Regions from separate parts of the Muntiacus reevesi genome. Here region 2 is linked to region 1. A link is a contact called in public Hi-C data. All regions are on one chromosome and are shown on one strand. Each heading gives the region's core, a stretch centred on a gene start, on an enhancer-like site or on the middle of the called end of the contact. The rest is flanking DNA. Distances are from core to core; before and after follow the strand shown. Region 1 holds the start of LOC136170828. Region 2 holds the start of DNAJB9 (DnaJ heat shock protein family (Hsp40) member B9).

The links. Hi-C and Micro-C count contacts between places; a contact is called where the count stands out from the background.
Region 2: a contact with region 1 is called in a Hi-C map of muscle, with 11 times the contacts expected there. The contact joins the promoter of DNAJB9 here to the promoter of LOC136170828 in region 1. A contact is called at or near these places in 2 of 3 Hi-C or Micro-C datasets (blood and muscle).

Annotation. Positions count from the first base shown.
Region 1 is chr6:53,078,988-53,082,042 of mMunRee1.1, reverse strand. It overlaps LOC136170828, which reads left to right and starts at 1,520. Exons shown (of 1, transcript XM_065939333.1): 1 at 1,520-1,847. The coding sequence starts at 1,689. The coding sequence ends at 1,847. It overlaps IFRD1 (interferon related developmental regulator 1), which reads left to right and starts at 1,758. Exons shown (of 12, transcript XM_065939331.1): 1 at 1,758-1,980. The coding sequence starts at 1,890.
Region 2 is chr6:56,537,557-56,540,539 of mMunRee1.1, reverse strand. DNAJB9 (DnaJ heat shock protein family (Hsp40) member B9) reads left to right here and starts at 1,613. Exons shown (of 3, transcript XM_065938851.1): 1 at 1,613-1,781. THAP5 (THAP domain containing 5) reads right to left here and starts at 1,406. Exons shown (of 3, transcript XM_065939567.1): 1 at 1,221-1,406. The coding sequence starts at 1,300.

The DNA of each region.
Region 1 (3,055 bases), core at 271-2,770:
GTGGGCTGCAGAGGGAGTGCAGATCAGGGGAAGAGGACTGGCATTTAACATATTGGTAATGGGAACCAAAAATGTTTTTGAGCAACTACTAAACCATGTGAATTAATAAAATAGGGGAGATATCAATAAATTTGGCAACATTATCATGCATGAGATAGCATAATGTCAATTAAATGACTGGCAAGATCCTTTAAAATGCCTAGGCACCAACTGAGGTCATGTGTAATTGGAGAAGAGCTTATGAATTCAGGAGTTTTTGGAAAAACTAATTGTTTTAGGGAAACCAGGTTTCGATTTGGGCATATTGGAGGATAGCAGTAATTGTGAACACATGAAAGGAAGGCAGGGAGAGGGAAACGCAGTATTCCAGAAGCTGGATTGAGTGCATATGGAACATTCAGGTGGAAATGTGCTATACGCCATTCAAAAGAAAATAAGAGAAGCAGCTCAGGAGAGAGGTGGAGTGGGGGATGAGTCACCTACATTGAAGTGAGTCAGTGAGTTCGGTCTGTCATAAGCATAATATATGAACTCAATAACAGGTTCTAAATATGTAGCAAATATAACAAGGAAGACAGATCTTAGACTCACCTTGGAAAATAAAATAAAAAACGCTGAGATTATTGGTATTTATAGCTCATGTTTGTTTTACCAGCTGTTAAATTCCCCAAACCCAATACTTATTCCCAGACTGACCTCCTAACTGGCAGGAAGAATTTGTCAAAGGACACATTCTTTCATAGAAATCTGAGTCGCCAGATCTTTCTAGTTTAGGAGAAATAGAAGAACTACACGACTAAGTAGATTGTCAACGTGCCTTGTGCTCAGTGGTGTCCGACTCTTTGTGACCCCATCGGCTGTAACCTGCCAGGCTCCTCTCTCGATCGGATTTTCCAGGCAAGAATACTGGAGTTGGTCACCATTTCCTTCTCCAGGGGATCTTCCCCACCTAGGGATCAAACCCGAGTCTCCTCTGTCTTCTGCATTGCAGGCGGATTCCTTACCCGCTGAGACATCTGGGAAGCCCAAGCAGATTAAAGCACATCTTTTTGAAGGTGAGGGGGGGGGGGGGGCACATAGCCCTGAACCACAATTCAGTTATAGATACTGATTATCGCTAAACGAATTCAACTACTAAAACCACGGAAACGTTCCCAACTAGAGAGGTTTCTGTGCCAGGGCAGAGGCCGCAAGCAAGGGAAAGGTTAAAGAGAAGAACGCGAGTCTCTGGAGACAGACCAGCGACGCGGATTGCGTAGCTCCCAGTTGGAGGCTGGCTGTCGTCATGTGGCATACCCGCGGCATTGCTCACCGCCGGCGGCCACCTCCGTCAATTCCAAGGCTGGGCCGCCAGCAGGCAGTGGAAGGGTCACGAGAAAGGAAGCATGTGCGCAGAAAAGCCAGTTGGGAGGAGCTGGGAGGCGGCTCCACGGCGCCGACTACATCTCCCATGATTCAGCACAGCAGCGAAGGCCGGCTCCCCGGGCGCCGCTGGAAGACTTGCGGCATGGGAGCTGTGGTGAGCATCCTTCGCCCGCCCGAAGTCGGCCTTGGGTGGGGAGCTATATGGGGATTGGCTAGTGAGAGTTCGAGTCCCGCCCACGGATGGTGACGACAGGCGGCGGTCCTGCTACTTAAGGCGTTGTGGCCTCGACCGCCCCGCCTTAGCTCCCGCGCTAGAGAGAAACATGTATCGTTTCCGATCACAGCTCTTCACGGGGATTTCAGCTGCCGCCATCGCCCGCTCTTACCCGCGCCGCTTCTCGCCTCTGTTGTTAGCCGAAGACTCGCCACTCAGCCGCCCGTCGCACAGACGCACGAGTAAAAAGTGCAGCTCCATCGGCTGATCCTCGCTAAGCTAGAGTTTAGGCGGCACCGGGCGTCCCACGATGCCGAAGAATAAGAAGCGGAACACTGCCCACCGCGGTGGCAGTGGTGGCGGCGGCTCAGGGGCAGCTGCAGCGACGGCGGCGACAGCAGGTAAGAAAGTATCCCCGCCGCCGGCATCCCAGATACCGGCCGGGTTGGCGAGTCGCTTAGCCTAGGGCACCCTGGGATTTGTAGTTCTATTCCTCTAGACGTATGCGTTGGCGGGGCGCTTGGCGTGGCCGGCGGACTACGCTTCCCAGCATGCCTTGGGGGCCGAACCTCGCGCGATTTGGATCTGGCGTGCGAACCGAACTCTTGGGCACCGGCCGCGGGGCAGGGAGAGGGACAGATGGGTTCTTGCCCTGAGAATGGGTTGTGGTTGGGGGTGACTGGGAGCTGGGCGGGAGAGGAAGTGTTTTCAGAGACTGGTACTGGCTCTCTAGAGCTCTTCTTCACAGAGGGTGGTGCCGAGCTCGGAGTTCTGTCCATGCTGTCACTGGTCGTCTTGGACCACTCGGCTCCAACATGGAGTTCTCGGGAATGCCAAACGTCCGGCGGGTTTGGACCGGCTCTTGCGTCACGCGGCCTGGGCCTTGCGCCGTGGGGCCGGGGTGACGCAGAGGAACCCATGTGGCATCCATCCCATTCGGCTGCCTTCCTGCGCATCCCGCGTGTGCACCTGGCCCGGCCGAGGCGCCAGAGGCTGGGGTCCACTGTCCCAGCGTAGACTCTGCTCCTACATTTATCTGGCACCCGCACAAATCCCGAGTCCCCGGCTCTGGTGCGACCCGTCGAAACCAGCTCCTACTCCCGGGGGCAGAAACTGCGTTCTCCTTTGTGCTATATTTTGTAGGTTCTCCGCTGGGAGTCTGGAATAGGCGGGAGTGGTGAGGAGCTCAGATTGCAGTTGGCCAAAAGTTTAGGGTTTTTTTTTTTTTTTTGATTCCTCTTTGCAGAGTTGAAACTTTTACTGGATGGGTAGGTGCTTAACTGAATTAATGATTTTTTAGTCCTAACTATACGGCTAAGAAAAAATGACTTCAAGCAGAAACTCCCAACGAGACACACCATACTGAAAGCTAGTGTTAAACCTGGTAAAGCCATCTCACTTAATAATTGCTTTGTTGAAACTTTGAAATTAAGTATTAAAATAACCGCAGATGTTATCACTTCGAATCTCTTAGCC
Region 2 (2,983 bases), core at 364-2,863, 3.5 Mb before region 1:
TTTAGAATTCCATGGACAGAGGAGCCTGGTGGGCTACAGTCCATGGGTCGCAAAGACTCGGACACGACTGAGCGATGAACACTTTCACATAAGAAATAAAGGAAATTATAGAATAGTCTAAACACGTTGATTTTTCAGAAACACGAAGCATGTTATGAATGCCAAGTGCTATTTTATGTTTTTAGACGCTACGTGTGAATTCGGTACTATTAACGTGTCCACTTTACAGACGGAAGGTCTTAGGTAGCAGGGTTAAATAATTTACAGGTCGTTCAGCTGCAAAGTGATGGAGCCAGGATTTGAACCTAGATCTAGCTTTGGAGCCGTGTCTCTTATTAGTAAGTAGTACACAATACCTCTTCCCTATTGTTCCAAATAAAAATAAGCATTTCTGGGGTTCCACAAAAAAATATTTCGTGGCTATAGTTATTTGGAATACAAACAGTAATTTGGAATAAAGTGGTATATTCCCTACTTCTCAGAGTTCGCTTTCTGCCACTTCAATTTTAGGAAAGTTAGGTCTAACAGGTATTAGGGCCCGAACAAATTTTTCGTTTTTACGAAATAAAAGAAATTGTTTCCTCGCTTCGGAAAGGCTTCCTAGGAACGCTCTACGTTCGGAGAGCGGGGAAAACCTGTTTGCCCTTACTTACCTGCTCTCTGTACGAATGAAGACTTATCTAGAGCCCTGAGCAGGTGACAGATTATAATTCCGCCTCTGCCACAAAACTTTCAAGGTAAATTACATAATCTTTTCTGAAAAACCTCAGTTTTCTCAGAAGAAAATGGAATAACATCTACGCGACCTAACTCACAGGAGGTGTAAGATAACTTGGAGGGCAGGCACCTTCCCATTCGGCACGTTTGGTGCATCTGAAGTGATTAGTGTTGTTCAATGAAATGAGGTCAGGGGAGGTGGGGAAATGCTCTGAAAACCAGAAGCATCGCTCAAACTTTACCGCTTAAAACGTCCTATTAACACCCCCAACAGACCCCTAAGCCTCGCCACACGCCCAGCGTCCTCGCTAGAAATGTCTGAACATTTCCAGGAAGACTCAACTCGCGCCTTTGCGCCCTCCTCCTGCGCAGAAATCAAACACTCCCGGAGAACCGAGGACAAGTTTACAGAGCAGGCAGGAGGGACGCCAAACCCTAACCCCAGATGCCACAGGACTGCGACCCAAAGGCAAGCTGAAGCTTCCGCTTTAGGGGCAACTTACGGGTAAAAACTAAGTTTCCGCTCTTTATTATTTCGTCCCCGGCGGTTCTTACAGCAAATCGCTGCGCAATAGCGGGGCATCGCTGCCGCGTAGCCACTGGAGACCCGAGCCGCCAAGGGGCGCAGGCGGGGCTTCCTCACCGAGGCGGGGCTGCAGGTCCTTGCCCCGCGAGGTATCGCGCCTGCGCCAGGCGCGGCGGAATGGGAAGACTCGGCAACTCTGAACTCACTTCCCTTTCCGCCGGCTTCGGCTCAGCCCTTTCGGGGGTTGGAGCCGGAAGTGACGCATGGGCTGATCAGCAACAACAGTTTTCCACGTGCGCGTAGGACGCCAGGGTCAGGTGGGGAAGCAGGAGCCAATAGGAAAGCGTTTCGTGTAGGTCTTCTCCTGAGGTGTAGGCGCCCGCAGCTACCCGCCAGCCAGTGGGGAGCGGGCTGTGGGGGAACGCGGCTGCAAGAGAAGTGTGAGGTCGGCGGACAGGAGGCAGTGGGCGCGTATCGGCTCACGCAAGCTGCTGAGGCCTGGGTGAAGGCCGAGCCGAGCGGCCGTGTGGAGTCACTGGTTAGTGTCCCGGTTAGGAGCAGCAGCAGCCGGAGGTTGCGGACGACAGACGAGGCCGAGGTCTCGGGGAGGGGGGTTAGGCCTCGGTGTCCGCTACGATCGCCGCTAGGGCTTCGGGCTGCCCGGTGTTCTTGAGGAAAAGAGTAGGGGAAAGGCAGAAACAGCGTAGTGCGATTTGTCGTGGGGTTGTGCCGCTGGCTTTTTCAGGCGTCGGGCAGCCCTCTCAAGGCCGGACCCCGGGTGGGACCCCGAGCCCTACAAGCCAACGGCTACATCTGGTCTGCTAGGGCGAGTATGGGTGAGGGCTGACGGTTTAGGCCGAGCAGTCACCGGCTCTGGGGAGAGAGACCCACGGGACTGCTCGCCGGGTCCCTCTTAGGAATGAGGAGTCAGTTTAAGGCAGTCAGTCTTCTAGGAAAGTATGGGATATTAACCTTGAAACTGTGAAATGAAGTTATTAAACCAGGGAGGTACCTCTCTGCCAGTGTTAGACCCGCCCTTTGGCTAGAGAACGGCCGCAGTACATGCTCGGTTTGTGTTCGTTTAACCAGGAGTTTGTACTTGATCCTTGATACCCGTGACTGTGACTAACTCTGGAAAGAAGTGATCTGCTAATTACGCTCCATACCGGCCACAGGAGAGGAAGGCAGGCGGTTTCCACAAACCAGAGTGTCTTTCGTCAGCCGTGTTATGTCATCTTAGGTTTTTAAGCTCTCCTATATTCAGGAAACAGGATCAATTCTTTTTTAATCGCGAACCGTTTAATCTGTAGTCTCGAGAATTTCAAGTTGTATTCCAGGTGGAAACTTCATTGAGGTTAGAGAAATACTTTAATGACTCCTGAGAAGTTTGAAAGTAAGTTTATCTTATTCGTAGTACAAACTATGAAAGTTCTTTTTTTTTTTTTTTTTGGCAACCTTAGCAGAAATCCTAAATTTTGTTAATTACGAGTTTTTAACAAAACATATATCCATGCTTTTCTATTAAATATTTGAGATCTTACAGTTTTTTTTAAAGAGATTGCGTTTTGTTGTGTTGAGTTGTCAATATAATTGTGATACTGCAATCCTTGGCTCCTTTTACCGAAATGAAAACGGAAAATTTCTTTGTTGCTGTTCAGTCACTAAACTGTGTCGGACTCTTTTGACACTCCGTGACTGTCGCCGTCTAGGCTTCTCTTTGCCCATAGGATTTTCCAGGCA